Linked DNA regions of Sus scrofa: all the other regions are linked to region 2. A link is a contact called in public HiChIP or PLAC-seq data. All regions are on one chromosome and are shown on one strand. Each heading gives the region's core, a stretch centred on a gene start, on an enhancer-like site or on the middle of the called end of the contact. The rest is flanking DNA. Distances are from core to core; before and after follow the strand shown. Region 1 has its middle 28 kb from the start of TMEM92. Region 2 holds the start of SAMD14 (sterile alpha motif domain-containing protein 14). Region 3 holds the start of TMEM92 (transmembrane protein 92).

The links. HiChIP or PLAC-seq counts read pairs in DNA pulled down with a chosen protein or histone mark.
Region 1: an H3K27ac HiChIP or PLAC-seq map of alveolar macrophages shows a contact between it and region 2. The contact joins the enhancer-like site here to the promoter of SAMD14 in region 2. A contact is called at or near these places in 7 of 47 Hi-C or Micro-C datasets (embryonic fibroblasts, epiblast stem cells, heart right ventricle and 4 more) and 1 of 2 datasets of contacts at active chromatin or transcription factors (alveolar macrophages).
Region 3: a contact with region 2 is called in an H3K27ac HiChIP or PLAC-seq map of alveolar macrophages. The contact joins the promoter of TMEM92 here to the promoter of SAMD14 in region 2. A contact is called at or near these places in 2 of 47 Hi-C or Micro-C datasets (embryonic fibroblasts and epiblast stem cells) and 1 of 2 datasets of contacts at active chromatin or transcription factors (alveolar macrophages).

The regions. Positions count from the first base shown.
Region 1 is chr12:26,492,421-26,496,179 of Sscrofa11.1, forward strand. No RefSeq gene overlaps it. Among named protein-coding and RNA genes, the nearest start is that of TMEM92, 28 kb to the left of the region's middle. Within about 2 kb of position 1,406, at least 1 of the 83 cell types and tissues checked has an H3K27ac peak or open chromatin away from gene starts, as enhancers often do. A contact at or near this core is called in alveolar macrophages, where this site is marked.
Region 2 is chr12:26,313,344-26,317,445 of Sscrofa11.1, forward strand. It overlaps SAMD14 (sterile alpha motif domain-containing protein 14), which reads right to left and starts at 2,205. Exons shown (of 9, transcript XM_021067147.1): 1 at 1,642-2,205. The coding sequence starts at 1,675.
Region 3 is chr12:26,464,665-26,468,551 of Sscrofa11.1, forward strand. It overlaps TMEM92 (transmembrane protein 92), which reads left to right and starts at 1,949. Exons shown (of 5, transcript XM_003131586.3): 1 at 1,949-2,126. The coding sequence starts at 2,058.

The sequences.
Region 1 (3,759 bases), core at 156-2,655, 180 kb after region 2:
ATTGGAAGGAAGATTAGTAAAGAAAGGTCACACACCTTGCAGACCTCCCCCCAAAGCTTGCTATAAAAACTCTTCCCCCAAAACCATCGGGGATTTGGGATCTAGTCCTAGATCTGTTCAAATATTCTATTTCTTCATGATCTAGTCTTGGTAGAGTTTGTGTTACTAAGAGGGAAGGAAGGAGGGCAACAATAATGATGCTTCTCCTCTTGGTCTGCCTTTCTAAGATCAGAAGCGGAAATCGGCCATCAGAGCACAGATCTGATGCTTGGAGAAGAGGGTTCTTTTTGTCCACTCTGCTTCCTACAGCTGTGTGCAAAGTGCTCCAGGAACACAGACACAGCTGCCTGCAACCTGGCTGAGGATGGGGGATGGGTATATGCTACTGGGCTTAGAGCTGAAACTGACTGAAATTAAGTGCAATTTACCGGCTGAGCCTTCCGCTGGAAGTTGCAAGCCATTTATAAATGCCAGAGCTCTGGAGTTCTCCTCCTTGTGCAGTGGTTAGCGAATCCCACCAGGAACCATGAGGTTGTGGGTTCGGTCCCTGCCCTTACTCAGTGGGTTGATGGTCCGGCGTTGCCGAGAGCTGTGGTGCAGGTTGCAGACGCGGCGCGGATCCCGTGTTGCTGTGGCTCTGGCATAGGCCGGTGACTACAGCTCCGATTAGACCCCTAGCCTGGGAACCTCCATACACCGCTGGAGCGGCCCAAGAAATAGCAAAGACAAAAAAAAAAAAAAAAAAAAAAAAAAAAAAAAGAAGAAGAAGAAGAAGAAGGAAAATGAAAAAGAAAAGAAAAGAAAAAAAAGAAAAAATAAATAAATTCCAGAGCTCCAAAACAGTTAATCAGACAGTTTCTGCTTCTTCCAGCTCCATCAAATTCCCAGAATCCTTTCAGCAGGATTATAATTTAAGAATGCCCATTAGAAAATATTCAATTGTGTTAGCTGAGATTTGACCAATAATTTATTCAAAACTTGCTTTAGTTTTCTGCCAACATTTTCTTTTTTTCTTTTTTCTCTTATTTATTTATTTATTTATTTTTGCTTTTTAGGGCTGCACCTGCAGCATATGAAGGTCCCCAGGCTAGGGGTCGAATCGGAGCTATAGCTGCTGGTCTACGCCACAGCCACAGCAATGCCAGATCCAAGCCACATCTGCGACCTATACCACAGCTCTTGGCAAAGCCGGATGCTTAACTCACTGAGCGAAGCCAGGGATCAAACCCGCAACCTCATGGTTCCTAGTCAGATTCGTTTCTGCTGCATCACAATGGGAACTTCCCCGCCAACATTTTCTCAGAATAAAGGATGTTAAGAAATTTGATCAGAGGCCTAAGATCATTTTAGGTTTTGACACAGCAAGAGCAGAACTTTCAACAAGTAAACCGCAAACTTGTCACACTGCACATTTTTTCCATATGCCCAGTCCCCTAGATTTTCTTATAACTGACTCCACCTGCTCCCTCCATAATGACTGTTGGGATGGCAGAGCAGCCATTTTTCACAAAGCGGTTCTACTTCTCAGACCACAGCTGACTGGTTTGGGGCTGGGTAGTGATCCAGTCTGGGCCGTAAGAGCCCTTCCATGAGAATTTTGAATTTGGAGCTCAGTGTCTATAATCTCTAGACTGCTCAAGAAGAAAGCCATTAGAGAGTTCCCATAGTGACTCAGTGGGTTAAGAACCTGACTAGAATCCATGAGGATGCCGGTTTGATCCCTGACCTTGCTCAGTGGGTTAAGGATCCAGCGTTGCCGAGAGCTGTGGTATAGGTTGCAGACGAGGCTTGGATCCTGCTTTGCTGTGGCTGTGGGGTAGGCCAGCAGCTGCAGCTCCAATTGGACCCCTAGCCTGGGAACCTCCATCTGCTGCGGGTGCGGCCCGCAGCAGAAAAAAAGCAAAAGAAAAAAAGCAAAAACAAAGAAACCCCCACACAAAAAAGAAAGCCATTTGAGGAGTACCCTGGTGGTCTAGCGGGTAAAGGATACAACATTGTCACTGCTGTGGCTTGGGTTACTGCTGTCGTGTGGGTTCTACCACTGGCTGTGGCCAAAAACAACCCCAGAAGTCCATTAGATAGAGAGGAGCGACCGGGGCCTCTGTCAGCCACTTTGTGAACTGTCACCCAGTCCAAGCTCATAACTGCTAGCCACACTCCAGGCCAATGAATAAAGCTGTTGGGGCAAGGAAGAGCAACTTTATTAGGAAAGGCAGCAGTCAGAGAAGATGGTAGACTAGTGTCCCCCAAAACCATCTTACCCAAGTTAGAATTCAAGCTGCTTTTATACTAAAGTGGAGCAGGTGTGGCTGGCTGGTGCAAACTTCTTGCTGCCCAGTTCCTTTGTTCTTGCAGCTGTCCACGTAGGACGGGTCACCGTTTGCCTATAAACTACCAGCAAGACAGGAGTTATTATCTATCTATGACTTTTTTCTTTTTCAGTCGTACCCCCAGCATATGGGAGTTCCTTGGCCAGGGATTGAATCTGAGCCACAGCTTCGACCTAGGCCACAGTGACTTATGTATGCCACAGCCATGGCAACCCTGGATTCTTTTGGGGGGGGGGGGCTCCACCCAAGGCATGTGGAGGTTCCCAGGCTAGAGGTGAAATCAGAGCCGTAGCTGCTGGCCTTCACCACAGTCACACCAATGACAGATCCAAGCTGTGTCTGCAGCCTACACCACAGCTCACAACAATGCTGGATCCTTAACCCACTGAGCGAGGCCAGGGATCGAACCTGCATCCTCATGGATGCTAGTCAGATTCCTTTCCAGTAAGGCATGATGGGAAAAACCCTGGATTCTTAACCACTGCGCCAGGCTAGGGATTGAACTGGCGCCACCACAGAGACAAAGCCAGATCCTTAACCTGCTGCACCACAGCAGGAACTCTGAACTTTTTTTTTTTTTTTTTTTTTGGTTGTACCTGCTGCACGCAGAAGTTCCTGGGCCAGGGATTGAACTCACATCACAGCAGCAAACCAAGCTGCTGCAGTGACAATGCCAGATCCTTAACCCACTGAGTCACAAAGGAACTCCTTGTCTGCAACTTTTTATCTCTATATGAATAGAAAAATGTTATACATTTAAAGGTCAGAGCCTTGGGAATGGGCTATTACACATATTTCAAGCTATACGCAACATTCTTTTACAAAGGTGCAGAGCCAGCATGACTCAGCGCAAGGCAGCAGAGCACAAAGGATAGAGCTAAAAGAACAAATCCAAAATGGAGTCAGGTTTGTTCTTCACTGTTACAAAACTGGTTGAATGAGAAAAAAAGCCAGTATTCAGAAGAAAACGGAGACAGGAGACAGAGAATGTGTCCTAATGGCCATGAGATGCCTGGTTCCATTTGTTCCTGAGGTCCAGCACCTTCTCATAGCCTGCCGACTCCACCATTCTTTGGCAACCAATAGCTATACATCCCTAGCTCAAGTTAGTGTGAGTTGATTTATTGTCACTTGCAACCCGAAGAGCCCAGAGTAGCCTGCTAGATCAACCCCTTTACTTCACAGATGAAATAACAGATTCTCTCTCTTTTTTTTTTTTTTTTTTGTCTTTTTGCCATTTCTTGGGCCACTCCCTCGGCATATGGAGGTTCCCAGGCTAGGGGTTGAATCGGAGCTGTAGCCACTGGCCTACACCGCAGCCACAGCAACGTGGGATCTGAGCCACACCTGCGACCTACATCACAGCTCATGGCAACGCCGGATCCTTAACCCACTGAGCAAGGCCAGGGACCGAACCCGCAACCTCATG
Region 2 (4,102 bases), core at 955-3,454:
TTTTTTCTTTTTTGGCTGCCCTGGAGCATATAAAGTTCCCCGGTCAGGAATCAGTTCCAAGCCGCAGTTGCGACCTACACCGCGGCTCTGGCAACTCCAGATCCTTAACCCACTGTGCTGGGTCGGGGATCCACCCTGCATCCTCATGCTCCAGAGATGCCACTCTTCCCGATTCCACTGCACCACAGCGGGAACTCCCCCACTGGCCCCACAAGGTCCCTGTCCAGAGTGGAGACCCTTTTGTGGGTGCCCTCCTCTCTCAGGTACCCTCTGGGCTGCAGCTTCGAGGTCACACCAGTGCCCAATCCATTCTGATGGATTGACAGATGGACAAACTGTTGTGGTTCCTTCTCTTCAACAGCTAACTCCCTGGGGGTGTGTATGGGAGGCCCTCCCTGCACTGTCTCATGGGGAACTCTGGGGAGCGTGACATTAGGATGTCACTAGCCCCTCACACCCAAGCCCCCCTTCTTCCAAAACTGAACCTTGGAAAATTAGACACTCCCCCCCCCATTTACGCTCCCCCATCACTGCACTTCCACACACACACACACGCACACACACTCAAACCAAGTAAATGCTACAGGGTGAAAATGAACCTGTTCTCTGGACACCGAGTCCACCAGGCCACCCCTTCCTCCCCAAACTTCCCAATTCCAGGAGGAGGATCAAGGACAAGCTTGCACCTGTCTAGGAGAAAGGGAGGCAGGGGAACTCTAAGCTTCCCAGGACCCAGGGGAAGGAGAAAGAGAAAGAAAGGGTGCACAAGCCCTGGAGAGGGAGTGGGGAGCAGGAAAGAGACAGGTTGGTGGGGAGTCAGTCCACAGAGCTGCAGGGAGGAGGAGGAAAGAGCAAGAAAGGGAGAAGCTGGAGGGCAGCCCAGCCGCCTGAGGGGCCACGGAAAGCAGTAGTAGAGACTGGGCTCCAGCAGCCCTCAGTGAAGCCCAGCAGAGGGGTGGATAGGAATAGAATCAGCTAGCAGGAGACAGCCAGCTCCTAGGGGGACAAGAAAGAGGAAAGGAGCCCCTGGAAGAGAAGAAGGAGCCCAAGAGAGAAGTGCAATTGGGAAAGCCCAGGGACAGCTGGATGGATGGCCAGAAGAGGAGGCTGGGGCAGGGGGAGGCATGTGGAGCTAGAAAAGGCGGCGACCCCCTCCCGTCCAGCCCACTGGGGGCATTGGACAAGAGTGAGATTCCCTGTACCAAGCACCGCTGGTGCTAGGGTGCGGGTGGAGGACAGGGCCCCCTCTGCACTTCCAGCCCCCTGTTCCTCCCGTCAGGGCCAAGAGGCTAGTTTCTGTCCACTCCATCTGTCCAATTCCCGCCAGGCAAGAAGGAGTTAAGCTCTCCCCCCTCCCCCAACACCAGGTTGTTGTTGGTTTTTCTTTAATTAATTTCTCCAGGCGGCGGGCAGAGGGAGAGGATTAGGGACACAAATCCAATCTCCGCCCCCTCCCCTGACAGCTCAGCACCCTAGTTCCCGTGAGGGGGGGGCCCTAGGGAAAGGGGAAGAAAGGCCCTTGTCGACCTCCCCCGCCCCCCCCCGTCCAACCGCACTCGGGGTCCCACCGCGAGCCCTAGAGACCCCCAGTTCCGCATCCCCGTCGTCCACCTCGGGGTCCTTGGGGTCCCGGTCCCTCACCTCCAGCATCTTTCATCTTCAGCGTCCGGCGCATCGGGAACCCCTTAGGCCCATGGTGCTTGGGGCGGGGGCCAGGCGGGAGCGAGGCGGGGGACTGTCACCCTGGCCGCGGGGGGCTCCGGGCTGGCTGCATCCTCTCCATCCCGGGAGTAGGGGTAGGGGTCGGCGAAGAGGCTCCTGGAGCCGGAGGGAATGTGTGTGTGGGGTGGGGGGAGTTCCGACAGAGGAGAAGGTTTGCAGGAAGCAGGAGATGCGGCGGGCGGGGCTGGACCAGAAGACCTGACAGGAGGATGCTCCGTGCGTGTGTGTGCGTGTGTGTGTGTGTGTGTGTGTGTGAGTGAGTGAGTGAGTGAGAGAGAGAGAGAGAGAGAGAGAGAGAGAGAGAGAGAGAGAGAGAGAGAGAGAAACCTCCCCGCCCCGCCAGGCCCTGCTGGACACGGGGTTCCCCGCCTGGCAGGCGGATGCTCGTAGCGCTGCGACCGCGGGGATCTGCGGGGGTCCCCAGGGAAGGGGCGATGCGGGGGCGCGTGGCGGGGAGGCCGGGAGCCTGGGAGACAAAGAACGGGAGAGAGGGTGGGAGGGACAGAGGGGCGGAGGCGGCGGGAGCACGAGGGAGGGAGGAGGCGGCCCAGCGCCGCGGCCGTGGCCCGGGCGAGGGGATTCTTGTTGCTGCCACTCCTCCAACAGCGGGAGTCGGGGGCCCGGTGGGAGCAACCGGAGAGGCGGCCCCGCCGGGCTTCTGCCTCCTCTGCAAGGCCTGTAAGGGTTCCTGATGGATCCATTCCCCAGACATCCACAGAACAGTCGGGGGCGCCGAAGCCCGAGGGGATCATGGGGAAACAGAACCCACCCGGTCCGGACCGTCGGGGCTCGCAGCCTCGTCAGGGGTTCAGACGAGTGGGGAGGCTCTCAGGAGCCTGCCGTCAGCCGCGGGTCACAGAGGACACTTCGCGCGGGGAGAACACACTGGAGGCAGCCTGGCTGAGATGGTGGGGGTGGGGGTGCTGTATGTGGAAGTGATCAAGGAAGGAGGTGATGTGTTTGTTGGCTACGTCTGCAGGCCAGGGCAGGGTAGAAGTGCTAGCAGGGCTTGGAGGGGGAGAGGGAAGGAGCGAAAGATGAAAGGGGCCTCTCGGAGGTGGGGGGGCGGGGCTTGCCTTTTACCCACCAGCCAGAGGGGGGAAAGTTGCCGAGGAGCTAAGGACTCTGGATTGCATGGTAGGAAGAACCCCCTTGGCTCCTTTGGAGAAGGCAGCCTGGAGGCTGGGGCACCCCCGTGAGGCCATTGGGAGGGGATGGCAGTGGGCATGAAAATCAAAGACCACCATGAGAAGGAGGAAGGATGTAGAGTTGAAGAAATTGACAGGATTTGGGGACTGGCTGGCCACTGAAGGAGGAGGAGGGGTCTAGATGACTGCAGGTCTTGGCTTGAAGTCTTGGCTTGGTGGAGGGGGGGATGGGGGGATGAGATCAGACTTGGACCCAGTGAGCTGGAGGTGGTGGCGGGCCAGCCAGGGGAGACGATGCAATCGTCAACAACCAGTGACCAACCTGAGAGGGTTCAGGAGGGGCCAGGCCCTGCACTAAGCACTTTTCTCAGATTTATTAATGTCACCCTCCAGGTAAACCCAGGAGGTAGCTGTTTCTACTACCCCCTTCGTTTGTTCAAGATTACGTGGTGAGGATGGATAAGGGGGTTCAGAGTTTGGGGGGAACACGTGCAGTCTGTAGGGATAGAGTTCCCTGGTGGCCTGCCGGAGTCTCTGCAGGCCCAGGTCTCTGAGGGGCTGTGGAAGTGGCATGTTGAGCCCCGATGGTCTTGGGACCATGGATGGGGACAGAATAACCTTTAGGGACTGAAGATTTCCAAGGAGATCTGTAAGTGTTTTGGCATCGCTGGGTGTTTTCAGAATCAGATTCTGGGTTGCTGGCTAGACTGTGGAGATCTGGGGAGGGAGTGGTGATGCTGGATGGAGGTCTCAGTGGGGCTGTGTCTGGGGTCTTAAAAGAGAGCATGGGAAGTTCCCGTCGTGGCGCAGTGGTTAACGAATCTGACTAGGAACCATGAGGTTGTGGGTTCGATCCCTGGCCTTGCTCAGTGGGTTAATGATCCAGCGTTGCCGTGAGCTGTGGTGTAGGTTGCAGATGCGGCTCGGATCCTGTGTTGCTGTGGCTCTGGCATAGGCTGGAGGCTACAGCTCCGATTCGACCCCTAGCCTGGGAACCTCCATATGCCACGGGAGCGGCCCAAGAAATGGCAAAAAGACAAAAAAAAAAAAAAAAAAAAAAAAAAAAAAGAGAGAGAGAGAGAGAGAGAGAACATGATTTGCAGGCATTTGGTGAGATATGGGTGGTAGGCTGGAGAGGGGTGATTGATCATACAGCCCTGTAGGGAGTGGGGAGATGGGCATGTGGTGTCAGTGCTGGGGGAAGGTTCCATGGGAGGGTGTCTGTAGCCATC
Region 3 (3,887 bases), core at 699-3,198, 150 kb after region 2:
CCAACTGCAGGGGCCAAGGGACGACACCCCCTGCTATTCTTCTCCGAGATCAGTCACCAGGAACTGCCAAAGAGAGGGCATTTTCTGAGGCCAGACCCCAATTCCACTTGGATCAGGAGACTGGAAGATTCTGTCCTTAGGAGCCAAGAGATAATGAGAAACAGAGACAGGGAAAAACAGAGAGACCAGGGAGAGATATACTGCGAGAGAGACCAGGAGGGTTGGAGAGCAAAAGACCCAGAGCCAGGGAGACACAGGACCAAACCAGAGACAAGGGAAATGGAAACAGAAAAACAGATTCCTCCAGTGAGACAGAGATAAGCAAAGAGGAGACACAGAGATGGGAAAACAGGGAACACTAAGGCATGGAGAGAAAGTGCGTAGAGAAAGAAATGGGGAGATATTGAAACAGGAAGACAGAGATGGGGAGACCTGGGGAGAGGTTACACAGAGATAACACGGCGAGAGATGAGAAACAGCGATAAGGAGAAAGCGGTGAGAGAAAACAAAAAAGCCAGAGAGGGCGGCTGTCCCTTCTTACTAGGTTTGAACCAGTTTTCCGTGGTAAAGTCAGAACTGAGGGGCAGCAGGAGACGTCTCATACCTAAGCACCGAGCCTCCCCCGACTTCCCCCAGGTCAGGGAGCAGCACCCCACCCGTCACCCCCGCCCCCCGTTCGCCCCCGCCCCAGGGGTCCCGGCTCCGACTCTCCACCTCCCGCAAGGTCTTCTCCATACGTCCCATCTGTGTTTGGGCGTCTGGCTCTCACCCTCCGCCAATCGCCCACCGAGACGGCTTCCCACCCCACCCTCCAGCCGGGTCCCCCGGGAGGGAGCCCGGGGAGATCCGCCCCAAGTCCCGGGTCCCACGCCGCCGGGCTCCGGGGGAATCGCGAGTTGAACGATGCTGCCACCTGCTGGCCGGATCTGGAAAGCACAGCGTGCCTCGAGGGCTGGGCGCGGCCGCCCCGGGTCGGAATCCCGCGGCTCCTGGCTCAGCCCGTCTCCGCGGGGTCTTTCCAGGAATCTGGATGGGCCTGCTCGCCTGCGCCCCATCTCTCCTGGCTGCCGCTCTGCCCCAGTTTAGGACCCAGGGACTAGTCTCTGAATGCTGGGGTCTTAATTTTCCCTGTAGTCAAACGGAGGAAGTGTACCAACACATCTTCCCAGGATGTGGAGGCGGGGGGGGGGGGGCACGAATGTGCTAGTAATGAGCTCTAGGTTCTCCTTCCCAAGAAATCTGCCAGGCCGCCCCTCCCTCCCTCCTCATAAAAAAAAAAGGACGCCTAGCCCCACCAGGACCTTCGCCTCCCCTCTCTCATCCTCTGCCCCCCAGAAGTCCTTATGGGAAGGGACTTCCAGTGGTCCAGGTCCCTCTGGCCGCGTCCCCCCTCATCTGATAGGTGCGGCCAGTCCCTATTTTTTTTTTTTTTTTTTGTCTTTTTGGGGCCGCACCCGGGGCATCTGGAGGTTCCCAGGCTAGGGGGTCTAATCCGAGCTACAGCTGCCAGCCTATACCACAGCCACAGCAATGCAGAATCCCAGCCTCGTCTGTGACCTACACTAGAGCTAACGGGCAACGCCCAAGCCTTGACCCACTGAGCAAGGCCAGGGATCGAACCTGCAACCTCCTGGTTCCTAGTGGATTGTTTCCACTGCGCCACAACGGGAACTCCCGCCAGTCCCTATCATAAGCCTGGGACCGCTTGGGGGTGGAACAGTTGGGGTTGGGAAGGGGTAGTTCAGCTGTCTTGAACTGATGCCACAATATTGTTCATCAGATAATCCTTTCTACCTCTCAATTCCCCAAGCCGTTCCCAGACGTCTTCCCTCCCCCTCCTCCCTTCCCCCTCCCCCTCCCCTCCTCCTCCCTCCTCCCCTCCCCTCTCCTCACCTCCGCCCCTCCCTTCCTCTTCTGGGTTGGCCTTTCCCCGGGTGCATCAGCTCCGCCCCCAACCCAAGGCAGGGCCCTATAGGTGGAGAGTCGTGGGAGAGGTCACGGCCCCGCCCTCTCCTCTCCTCCCCTCCACACGGAAGCTCAGTGGCCCCCCTGCCAGGATGTCTGACACCTGGGTCCTCGGCCTCGTGCCCACCTTGCTGCTTGCCCTGCCGGCTGGCCTCCAACAGGTGAGCTTTTTGGGAGGTAAGCCGGTTAGATTTGGGGGGGTCCTACCCTTGTGGGTCAGGGGCCCCGCTTCTGGCTCTGGATCACCACCTACTACGGTCAGGATTTCCTCATGACCACACGTATTTAGCAACTTCCTTTCTCTTTTGGCCCGGGAGGTGGAGGTGAGGGCAGTGGAAGGAGGTCCTGAGAAGGCCTGGGTTCCTTCACCTTGTGGGGAGGCAGGGGCGGGGGAGACTGTGTCGTGGGACCTGCGCCGCCTGACACCTAGTGCCTCTCTGAGTGGGGACTTTGATCCTGGCGTCGTTAGTCTCGTTAGTCTTGTCTCGTTCTTGCTCCTTCCTGCTGTGTCAGAAAGCAGTGACTGGGGGCCGGGGCGACAGTGGGGGTGTGTGTGTGTCTAAGGTCTGGACGCCTGGCCAGCCTGTCCCCCCCAGCTCTGTTCTCCTAGTGCTGGGGATGACCTTGGGAAGGCCCTGCCCCTCTCTGGGACTGTTTCTCTCTGCGTGCCCTGGAGGAAAGGAGGCTCCTTTGTCCCTTCCTAGGTGCGGGGCTAGGATTCCAGCCGGTGATAGGATTTGATCCGGCTGCCTGACCCCAGGCTGGGGTGACCTCTGGAATCTGTGATTTCTGAAGTGAGGCAAGGTTTCAGCACCCCTTTATCCCTCCCCTGACTCCAGTAATGGGGGCAGTCTATCCAATTCTGGGGTGGGAGATGATCCTAGAAACTGACATGGGTCTAGAACACGGTTTTTAAATTACTTGTGTCAGAGTCCGAAGGAAGTTGCAGGCCTGCTTCCCACGTTCATGAACTTGTGCTGAGCCGCTCTGCCCCACCCCACCCCAAGCCCTGCTCTTCCTTCTCTATCACCAGGCTGTGGGTTTGTGCCAGCTCTAGGCTGAGCATCCTCTGGTCGATTCCTCCCAACCACTGCAGGGGGCAGGCAGTTGATGCTCCCTGTTCACATGTAAGCAGTTGCCGAAGATTATCCCAACACTTGATAAAACACAGGCTCTGAACCACCTCAGATAAGACCATCCTCTGTTTAAAACAGGATGGTAGGGGGAGGAGTTCCCTGGTGGCTCAGTGGGTTAAGGGTCTGGCATTGTCACTGTTGTGGCTCAGGTTCAATCCCTGGCCCAGGGAACTTCCACATGCTACAGGTACAGCCAAAAAAACAAAACAAAACAAAACAAAACAAAATGGGGTGGTGGGAGAATCTGGGAAAGTGTCCTCTACTCCTCACAGGAGTGCAGCATTATTATTATTATTTTGCTTTTTAGGGCCACAGGTACGGCATATGGAACTTCCCAGGCTAGGGGTCAAATTGGAGCTGCAGCTGCCAGTCCCAGCCCCAGCCCCAGCCACAACCACACCAACTCAGGATCTGAGCCGCCTCTGCGACCTACACCACAGCTCACAGCAATGCTGGATCCTTAACCCATTCATCATGGAATCCCCATCCTCATGGATACTGGTTGGGTTTGTTACTGCTGAGCCACAATGGAAACTCCTTAATTTATTAAAGTAATTGTTCATTGTCTTTCTTAGTTAGGGGCCAGGAGGGGGAGGAGGGGCAGGGGCTAGAATCTGAGGGGAAGGGAGTACCCTGAGTGCCCGAATCCCTTTGGGGGTCCCCAACTCTGCAGTCATTCCAGGGTGCTGTGTGGCCCTCAGCCTCTCTGGGCCATTCCTGCTGGGGTTTATCCCTGCTCCTGAGCCCACTGGCCAAGACTTGGGAGAAGGGGGTGTACTTGCAGGA